2 separate regions of the Mus musculus genome follow, and region 2 is linked to region 1. Evidence: chromatin contacts called from public HiChIP or PLAC-seq data. All regions are on one chromosome and are shown on one strand. The core of a region is the stretch at or near the end of the contact, and the rest is flanking DNA. Distances in the headings are between cores, read along the strand shown. Region 1 holds the start of Ubr5 (ubiquitin protein ligase E3 component n-recognin 5). Region 2 has its middle 23 kb from the start of Gm35081.

What was found. HiChIP or PLAC-seq counts read pairs in DNA pulled down with a chosen protein or histone mark.
Region 2: a contact with region 1 is called in a BATF HiChIP or PLAC-seq map of CD8 T cells, with 24 read pairs. The contact joins the enhancer-like site here to the promoter of Ubr5 in region 1. A contact is called at or near these places in 1 of 39 promoter capture datasets (liver), 1 of 15 datasets of contacts at CTCF or cohesin (the NIH/3T3 cell line), 6 of 484 Hi-C or Micro-C datasets (B cells, CD8 T cells, Sertoli cells and 2 more), 10 of 115 datasets of contacts at active chromatin or transcription factors (CD8 T cells, the SCID.adh cell line, astrocytes and 4 more) and 3 of 9 other capture datasets (adipose tissue, liver and pancreatic islet).

What each region holds. Positions count from the first base shown.
Region 1 is chr15:38,075,937-38,081,058 of GRCm38.p6, reverse strand. It overlaps Ubr5 (ubiquitin protein ligase E3 component n-recognin 5), which reads left to right and starts at 2,205. Exons shown (of 59, transcript NM_001112721.2): 1 at 2,205-2,695. The coding sequence starts at 2,634.
Region 2 is chr15:38,118,232-38,123,353 of GRCm38.p6, reverse strand. No RefSeq gene overlaps it. Among named protein-coding and RNA genes, the nearest start is that of Gm35081, 23 kb to the left of the region's middle. Within about 2 kb of position 2,848, at least 20 of the 459 cell types and tissues checked have an H3K27ac peak or open chromatin away from gene starts, as enhancers often do. A contact at or near this core is called in CD8 T cells, Th1 cells and astrocytes, where this site is marked.

The sequences.
Region 1 (5,122 bases), core at 956-3,455:
TCTGTCTGTCCTTTAACTCACTCTGTAGACCATGCTGGCCTCAAACTCAGAAATTCACCTGCCTCTGCTTCCCAAGTGCTGGGATTAAAGTGTGTGCCACCACTGCCTGGCCGGGGTGGGGCATTTTTATTCAAACCACCACACTGCCACCCCCCAACCTTATTTCTTCATGTAATATATGATTACTACTACATGCTTTGAGTGAGGAGAGAGTCTGAACTTTAGGTACAAAAAACTAGGAGTGGATAAATGAGGCTGGACACATAATGGAAAGGAAGGTGGAGAAGGGAGGTTTGGAAGAAAAAAACATGGCAAAGCGGAGGGGCCCGGTGTGAGCCCTGGTCAAGAGCATCTGAAGCCGACATGCTCAGAGCATCCTTGAGGCTCTCTCTGCCTATGACTTTTCTTAGTTCTCTTGGCTGGAACCATTCCCTCTTTTAACTGCACTCTCGTTGCGTTTATCATGCCTATCTTTTTGGATTGGTTTTACATACTTCTAAATTATTAACTACTAGATGGGAGCTATTATATTGTGAACGGACTCAGAGTCACAACTGCTTTTTGTCTGAGCCTCAGCACTAAGGTGTTTGGGCTCTGGAATCCTTATGCAACAAGGACTTTTTTCCACCTCTCCTAGACAGGGTTTCTCTGTGTGTATTCCTAGCTTTCCTGAACTCACTGTGTAGACCAGGCTGGCTTGGAACAGAAAGATCTCTGCCTACCTCCCTGGAGCATTGAGATTAAAGGTGTGGATCACCACTGCCGGGCTAGCCAGGACATCCTTTGCCTTAGAGTGAGGTGTACTGTACTTGGAGCCATTGGCAGTATAAAGCAGTGCACACAATATGTTAAAAATCTTTCATTATGTGTATGAACTGCTGTGTGCCTGACACATCTTTTTGCTTGACATACAGTATTTAGACCCAGTGTATAACAAAATGCTGTAACTGGGTAAATAATTAAGGCCACTTGGTTAAGTAGCAGAATCAGGACTGAAATTCTACTTTGTCTGACTCTAGAACCAGCAGTGTCCATCACACGGACTTGAGGGGAAAAAAAAATCAAAGTAGCAATTACAGGATGGTTGGTAGTCATGGGATGCAGCGCTTTCAGTGGCTTAACTCACTATTAATTGACTGACACAAGGTCTTACTGTGTAGTTCTAACTGGCCTGGAACTCTTAGATCAGGCTGGCCCACAACTTAAGATGTCTGTCTGCCTCTGTCTTCTGAGTGCTGGGACAAAGGTGTGCATCATTGACCAGCCTTGAACACTTTGTAGTTTATCTAGGTGAAAACTGGAGCTGATGGCCAACTAAAAATTATTCCTTATCTGTCTCATGGTGTACCCAGTAAATCTTGATATCTAATTTTTCATGTATTCTCAAAAGAACTTCCTAAACTAAAGAAGAGAAGAAAACTGCTCTGCTGTGCAATCATTAATGTTGTATACCCGATTTAACGAACGACTGTTACAGACTGGAGAAGAGGCTTCATGCTTTCAGCGGAATTCGATATTTCGAAAGGATCACAGAAAACTTTAAGAGGGAAACTGTACCGGTTCGGGAGTGAGGGTACGCGGAGGAGGAAGAATTTCATAAGTTGTAGTTCTGATACCCCAGGTCACAAGAAATCTCCCTACAACAGATGCATATCATCTTTCATTAAAGTATACACACACACAACCACCCCCATATAAAAACCACACGAATAACTAAAAAGTGGAAATTTCCACGTTGCACGATGGTAGTGCTGATGAAAGCTGCTACACAGTCACTTCCAAGATCCTACTATCAGGTTTTGATAAGGCTCTTACGTAACTGCCTGCCGTAGGAAGCGGAGCATCTCTGGTTCCTCGGGGTACATTTCTCTTAAGTATAAATGCGGCTGGAGGACGAGAAACAACAACAAGCCATTCGCATATGCACAACCATTAGGGATCCGGGAGGAAAAGAAACCCGGCGCGCGTGCCCTTTCGCCCGGCTTCCCGAGCACGTGCTCTCTGGAACACGCCGCCCCGCCCCGGGGGGCCGGGCTCGCGGCCCAGCGCGCCAATAGGCGAGCACCTTACAGCACCGTGGCCCGACAACGTTAAGCGGCCCAATCGCTGGGGCCCGGCCGCCCGTTTCCCGGAGCCCCGCCCCGCGCGCAGAGCCCCGCCCCCGCGGCCCCGCCCTCCGCCCCTCCCCCGCCGATCGGCGCCCAGGCTGCGAGACGGAGAAACTGGGGCAGAAGTGAAGATGGCGGCGGCGGCGCTGGCGGCGGCGGTTCGTCGCCAGTGACGCGCGCTGCGGGCTGCTGTCCCTCCCCGCTCCCCGCGTCCGCCGCGTCCGCCCCGGCACCTCTCCACCCGCCGCTCGCCGCGCTCCGGGCTGCCCTCGTCCGTGCGCGCCGTGGCCGGCCGAGCGGGCGGCGCGTTGATCCGCCCTCCCGCCCGCCGCGCCGGGCCGCCGGGCCGCGGACACACGCTCGGCGGGGAGGCGGCGGTCCCTGCGCGCTCGCGGCCCTCCGTTTGGGGACCGGGAGGAGGAGGCGGTGGCGGCGGCCGTGGGATCCGGGGACGGGAAGGGGATCGGGGGGCCGGACGACAGCGGGAGCGGCTCGTTCCCGGGAGCGGGGCGCGCAGGCGGTACCATGACGTCCATCCATTTCGTGGTCCACCCGCTGCCGGGCACCGAGGACCAGCTCAATGACAGGTAATGGGGCGGGGGAGGGGCACCTCCCTCCTTTTTCCCCTCCCCCACGGCCGCGCCGGGGGCCCTACCGCCCCCTGTAGGCCCGGTGTGGGCCAAACTTGGGAGCCTCGGGCCGCGGGGCGGGGGCCGGCGCGGTGTGGACGCGGCTGCGGTGTAGACGGCCCGGCGCGCTGCCCCCTCCCCCTCCCGCGAGGAGCCTCGTTGAACTCGGCGGAGCCGGGGGCTCCCGGCCCAGGCCCGAGGAATCCATATTAGTCAAAGTTGAATTGAGACAGACAATGCGGATGGGGGATGGTGGAGGTGGAAAAGAGAGGGAAGAGGAGCGGCGGGTTCGGGGGCTCCCGCGAGTCGTGTCCCGGGGGCTGGGTTTCCCCGGGGAGGCGGGGTGGGGGTGGGGGAGAGATTCCCGGCAGACCGCGGGTTGGGAGGGGGAGGAGGGAGGGAGCGCCATGATTATTGTTATTATTATTAGATTTGAGCCCCTGCAGTGAGGTTGACTGCCCCGGGAGGGGAATGAAGTCAGGCGGGGGTTGGGGAAGTGGATTGGATTCCCTTTGCTCTCCTTCCTTCGCCTTGGTACTGCCAAACTGCTCCTGGGCCCCTGCGGTGAGAGCCTTTTTGTTTCCTTTTTTATTCTAATGATAGTGTTTTCTGGAGTTGTAATTTGACAGCTGAAAACCGTGAGTGGAGTGTCAAAGGAAAATTCTTCGGTTTGCAGTTCGCAGTGCTGCTTAACGCGCTGTGAATTTCTGGGTTGGGTTTGTTACGGGCAGAGGAGGAATTTTGATTTAAAATATTTGAAAAATCTCTTAAGGCTGTTTTGATTTGGATTTTTTTCCCCTTCGCTCTGCCACTGTGTCTTACCACTTTAGGATATTGAATTGAGTTGCAGGGCCACATGCTCACTGGGACCTAAGATAAAGCAGGAAAAAAAGTCCCTGTACTGTTGCAAAACAGACTCGGAGGTTGAGGGAGGCCTCCATTAAAGCATGTCTTGAGATCTAGGACTCACATCTAATGATGGGCCAAATGTTTACAGGTCGGAAAGTGGATCGTTTTAAGCTTCCTTCTCCCCGCATACGTCGCTGCTGGCCCATATTTCTTTTGCGTGTGGAAGGCCATCAAGTTTAGATTCAAGGTGTAATTTTTGCTAAGTGACCGGGTGACTTACGTTGTGTGACGCCCAGTTTGTCATGCTCTTCCCGGAGAGAGGAAGAGACCTAGCTTGGCCTCTAATGTGTGAGTGTTACCTTTACCTTGGTCTGGCAGCTTTTAGATCCTGGGCTGGCAGTCTAGTTTCTGGCTTGGGGTGGGGATTTGTCTAATCTTTACTGTAGCCTATTGTTTAAATACATGTTTGTAAAACTCAAAATGCCTGTTGAAAAGATCAACTACGAGCCGGGCGTGGTGGCGCACGCCTTTAATCCCAGCACTCGGGAGGCAGAGGCAGGCGGATTTCTGAGTTCGAGGCCAGCCTGGTCTACAAAGTGAGCTCCAGGACAGCCAGGGCTATACAGAGAAACCCTGTCTCGAAAAACCAAAAAAAAAAAAAAAAAATCAACTACTTGGAGTTGTCTTATAGTTAACAATTTTTTAATTTAAACATTTTGTTATAGGATCCTTACTCTGACTTACTTTCATTAGAGATGCTTACAACTTCAACAGAAGGCTTGGGGGGGGGGTGTAAATCTTAGAATCAGATTAGTGGGGAGGAAAGCTCTACTGCCATTTAGAGAAGTGTGTTGGTCATGTTTGAGTCATTTTGCTTGTAACTTTGAAATTTGCACCAGAGAAGTAGGGCATGCTTTTTGTGGTGGTCCTAACTTTATGTACCAAGAATTTTAGTGTATTTATTGAGAGTGCATGCCAAGATCTTAGTCTTTGTGCTACCAATCTTCTATTTATTATTTACTTATGTAGGCAGAATCCTGGCTGGCCTAGAATTCACTACGTATCTGTAGGATAATGACCTTGCACTTCCTACCCTACTGCCTCTACCTCCCCAGTTCAGTGATTACAGGCCTGAGCCACCACACCCAGTTTACCTGGGGAATAGAATCCAGGGCTTCCTGCTTCCAGACAGATACTTTACTAACTGTCCTATATCTCCTGTGTGTGTTGGACCTTTTGAATCACTTCTTAGTTTTTTGTTTTTGTTTTTTGAGACAGGGTTTCTCTGTAGTCCTGGCTGCCCTGGAACTCACTCTGTAGACCAGGCTGGCCTCGAGCACAGAAATCCGCCTGCCTCTGCCTCCCAAGTGCTGGGATCAAAGGCGGGCCCCACCACTGCCTCACTTAGTGTTTTTTTGTTTTTAAACTTCAGGTGTTTGAGAAATTTACACACAGGATCTTTTTAAAAATCTGTTATTTTCCGAGTCTCAGCTTTTCCTAAAGCCCATGTACTGTATTAAGAATATTTAGGTACTT
Region 2 (5,122 bases), core at 1,599-4,098, 42 kb before region 1:
TCTGTTTCCAGAAGAGATCATGTACACAGATGCCAGTTTTTTTTTGGAAGATCTGTTAATCAAAATTCAATTATTAGCCAAGAGGTAATGGCACAGACTTTTAATTCCAGCACCTAGGAGGCAGAGGCAGGCAGACACCTGGGAGTTCAAGACCAGCCTGGTGTACAGAACAAATTCTAGGATAGCGAGGGCTGCACGGAGAAACACTGTCTTGAAAAACCATCACCACCACCACCACCACCACCAAAACCTAGATTTAATTCTCTTAGTTATAAAGACCACTCAAATTATCTATTTCACACTAGATGTGCTGGAGTTTTTGTGTTTTGTTTTTATGAACCTGATACCAAGCTAGAGTCATCTCGGAAGATGGAACCTCATCTGAGACAATGCCTCCGCCTACCTTACTGGCTTGAAAGCAAGCCTGTGAGACTCATTCTCAGTCGATGACTGATGTGGGAGGGCCTGCCCACTGTGGGTGGGGCCACCCTTGGGCTTGTATAAGAAAACAGGTTGAGCAAGCCAATAAGCTGCATTCTTCCATGGTCTCTGCTTAAGTTCCTTCCTCTGCGTCCCTCAGTGACAGGCTGTGATGGGGACTTCAAAGCCAAATAAACCCTATCCCCCTCAAGTTACTTGGGTCATGGTCTTTATCACTGTAATAGACATGCAGGGCACCAGCTAAAAGTGCTTGGTTTCTGCTTTTAAAACGTGCCCTTGGCCAACCATAGTAGTTTACACTTTTAATCCCAGGCAGAGGCAGGCAGATCTCAGAGTTCAAGTCCAGCCTGGTCCACATGATGAGTTCCAGGAGAGCCAGGGCTATGTAGAGAGACTCTGCCTCAAAACAAACAAACAATAAAGTATCCTATTTTATCCTACTCTAAATTTTTTAGTAGTGTAATCTTTTGTAGTAATCTTTAGGGCTTATTTCATTGGGGGTGGGGTGAGATGTTGTGGATAGCCCTGGGGCTAATTATATTTGATGTTAATTCCGTTCTCCTGTGAGTGGTTGTGAACAAGGAGTGAGTCAGCACTCAGGTGATTTCCTGTAAACTTGATTCACACTTCAATTTGTAAAATAAAGCAGAGCTGATGATTGGGTAGATAGAAGGGAAGGTAGAGCAGAAAGTGGGGAGAGACGAAGGAGAAAACGGAAGAGGGAGAGGATGCAGAGGAGGAGGAAGACAAAGAAAAGCAGAGCAGAAGCACATGGCCTGAAGGAACCACAAGTTCTAAGGGGTCTCATAGATGTGGAAGATGGTAGTGTAGTGGTAGAGCTGCCCAATCTAGGTGCACAGCATGAAATCATATTAACTGTATTGTGTTTTCATTGCCGGAGCATATTTGGGATTGAGATTTACCACAACAGGGGTGGGGCTTGTACACTGGACATTTCTGTTCTACCTCTGACCTATATTTCACAGCTTGTATTACATGTTTGATATGTGGGCAGTGTACAACTATATCCCTGCATTATTTTTCATATCTATTTCTTTGTGATTTATCCATCTTACTACTTACCCCTGCATTGCAATGATCTTTTTTATAGAAAGATCTGTTTCATTATGTTTGCCTTTATTGTGGTTTTCTCAATGATTTTCACTGTTTATTGCTTTTTTTTCTTTGGCCTTTTCTAGGTTAGGTGAGAATTTTCCATTTTTGCAGTACTGAAAAACAAACCCAGGATCTTACACTTGCTATGCAAGTCCTGTTCCATTGAGTGTTACCCCAGACGCTTCTTAGTCTGCTGTTCTCACTGCCAAGGATAGAAGTAGGACCTTCTATATACAGCCCACGTGGCTTCCACTGACATCACAGGGCATGGGGTAGCCTGGTTGCTGCTGGGCATAGGCAAAGCCCTACTCTGACACCATCCCAGTGGGCAAAAAGTGTCTCATTATGTGGGTGGGTAACGTGGAAGCCTGGGCTGCCTGTGTGGTCTCTGCTGCTGGTAGGGATGGAATTCTCAGGTCCCAGTATGGCCTGTTTCACAGCATCCTGAGTGGTTTTATATTCACACTGTACACTCAGCACTTGCTTCACAGCCCAGGAAGGGTAGACGACGTCCAGGCTCCCATTCAGCCTTTTCTAACAGTGGTAGAATGGGGGCCACAGCTTCTCTGTGGTATTTGGCTACAGTTAGAGCCATTTTTTCAACTGAAAGTTGTTCTGTTCTTGCTTAGCTGCCCCCTTTTCAGGGCCTTGGCTGGTGAGGGAAGGCTTTGTTGGAGCCTTTCTCTCTTCTTAGCCTGTTGGCATTTCGAAGCTGCTGACTTATTCCCTTCCAAACCCAAGATATATTAGGCAAAGAAAAACCAAAACCCACTGGGAACTCGCTACCATACTGTTCCTTGGGTCACCATGTCCCTAGGTGATCTGTCTTCTCTTCATGGCCAGAATGTTTGATGTTGCTGGTTCTGTTGTTGGTTTTTGCCATGCTAGGGGCCAAATCCAGGGCCTCAAGCTCAGCTCCTGCCTCATTATGGTTGTCTCTGTATAACATTCTTAGGTCTTAGTTGTACTTAGTAGGGGAAATAGCTTGAAGTTATTGATCATCTAGCTATTTATTCTGTGTGCAAGTGTGCATGTGCACATGGATGTCAGAATTACTTCTCTTCCCACTTCATTTTGGAGGCACAGTCTCTTATTTGGACTGCGGTAGTGTGTGTACGCTTCTAGCTGACTCTCCTGTCTCTTCCTCCAACTCCAAGAGAAGTTCTAAGGTGTGAGTTTTTTTTTTTTTTTTAAATGGGTTCCATACTTTGATCTCAGGCCAACTCATCAGGCCTGCAGGGCCAGTATGTTCATCCACTGAGTCATCTCACCAGCCCAGCCTCTCTATTTCCTGTCTTCCATCCTTAACATATGGCTTTCATGACACACTTCAGAGAGAGATACATCATACCCATACAGTAAGGTGACAATACCTAAATATAAACACCCTTTCCCACCAGCCTGAACTGTCTCAGTGCCACAGTTTGTTGCAAGGAAGGCTAAAGAGGGCAATGTTTACTCTGAGTGGCCATGTTGTTCTGTTGCTGAAGTAGAAGAGGGCAGTAAAAGATGGTAGACAATCCCGTGTTGGAGAACATACATATGTGCTGACCCTGGGTTCAAACCCTACAGCGGGGAGAAGGAGAATCAGTATGAGGGGCCACCAGAGCTCTAGATTCACCTTCATGGCACCAGAGCTCTAGATTTAACTTCACAGCACCAGAGCTTTAGATTCACCTTCACGGCACCAGAGCTCTAGATTCACCTTCATGGCACCAGAGCTCTAGATTCACCTTCATGGCACCAGAGCTCTAGATTCACCTTCATGGCACCAGAGCTCTAGATTTAACTTCACAGCACCAGAGCTCTAGATTCACCTTCACAGCACCAGAGCTCTAGATTCACCTTCATGACACCAGAGCTCTAGATTTAACTTCACAGCACCAGAGCTCTAGATTCACCTTCATGACACCAGAGCTCTAGATTCAACTTCACAGCACCAGAGCTCTAGATTCACCTTCACGGCACCAGAGCTCTAGATTCAACTTCACGGCACCAGAGCTCTAGATTCACCTTCACGGCACCAGAGCTCTAGATTCACCTTCACGGCACCAGAGCTCTAGATTCACCTTCACGGCACCAGAGCTCTAGATTCACCTTCACGGCACCAGAGCTCTAGATTCACCTTCACGGCACCAGAGCTCTAGATTCACCTTCACGGCACCAGAGCTCTAGATTCACCTTCACGGCACCAGAGCTCTAGATTCACCTTCACGGCACCAGAGCTCTAGATTCACCTTCACGGCACCAGAGCTCTAGATTCACCTTCTCAGCACCATCAGTAAACTGAGGGGCTTCCCACTGAGGAGCAGTATCTGTTTCAAGAGGAGGGGACAAACCAGTGATGGTGGCACACACCTGTAATCCCAATTTGGGAGGCTTAGGCATGAGGATTGTTCAGGGCCAGCCTCAGTTACATAGCAGTATAGAAGCTGATGTTAACCTGCAGGCAGGCTGGCAATCCTCTAGAGACTCCAGGTAAGTGTGAGTGGGACCAGGAGCACCAGAGACTCATGTTCAGCTCAATTCAGATTCCAAAGTGATTAACTCTCCCACAGAGTGTGTGGGGACACACAGCACATATAGCATGGCAAAGAGACTGCAAGTCCAAACAAACAGCATACCCTTGGCAGGGAAAATGGAATGTTAAAGCAAAGTCCATCAACTTTGCCAAGGCACCCGGTTAAGACTCAAAAACCAATTCCCCTAAAGCTAGCAGATATTCCAGTGGCCAATACACCAAAATTCTCTTAATATCCTCTCAGAAGACAGATAACCTGAGGATACTCATTTGAAAAACTTTAGCTGTAATGTACAATGTAACAACCCCCATAAACACCAACACATTAAAAGTTTATCATTTCACCTATCTATTTGCTATGACACAGGGGACTAATGACTTAACTGTGAAATTAACCCAAATCAAAACCCATCTGGTGAGGAGCTGGGAAGAGACCTAGGCTGGTAGAGAACTTGCTTACAATGCACAAAACCCTCCGTTCCATTGCTAGTGATGTATAAGGCACGACTATTGATGCACTGTAATAATCCCAGTGTTAGAATTTTAGAGGAGGTGGGAGGGTCAGAAGTTCAAGGTCATCCTCAGCTACATATATAATACACTGTAGCTAGCCTGGGCTACGTGAGACTATCTCAAGACCAAAACCAAAACTGAACAGCTATGTTGTTCATGGCAGGCTCTGTTGGGAGGACTGTCATATACTTAAGATCAGCTTATTTGTTCCCTCCCTTCCTCCCTCCCTCCCTCCCTCCCTCCCTCCCTCCCTCCGTGCGTGTGCGTGCGCGTCCGTGCGCGTCCGTGCGTGTGTGTGTGTGTGTGTATGCGTGTGTATGTGTGTGTGCACACATGTGCGTGCGTGCGTGCGTGCGTGCGTGCGTGCGTGTGTGTGTGTGTGTGTGATTGGAAGGGATAGATGAAAAGCTCCCAAGGCTTTGATTATAGAAACCTAGCTAAAACAAAACAAGTTTGTAACCATTGCCTGTCTTCTCAAATGTATTCCAATGCTGGTCAAGGATGCTAACGTTTGGTGAATACTATGCCAGT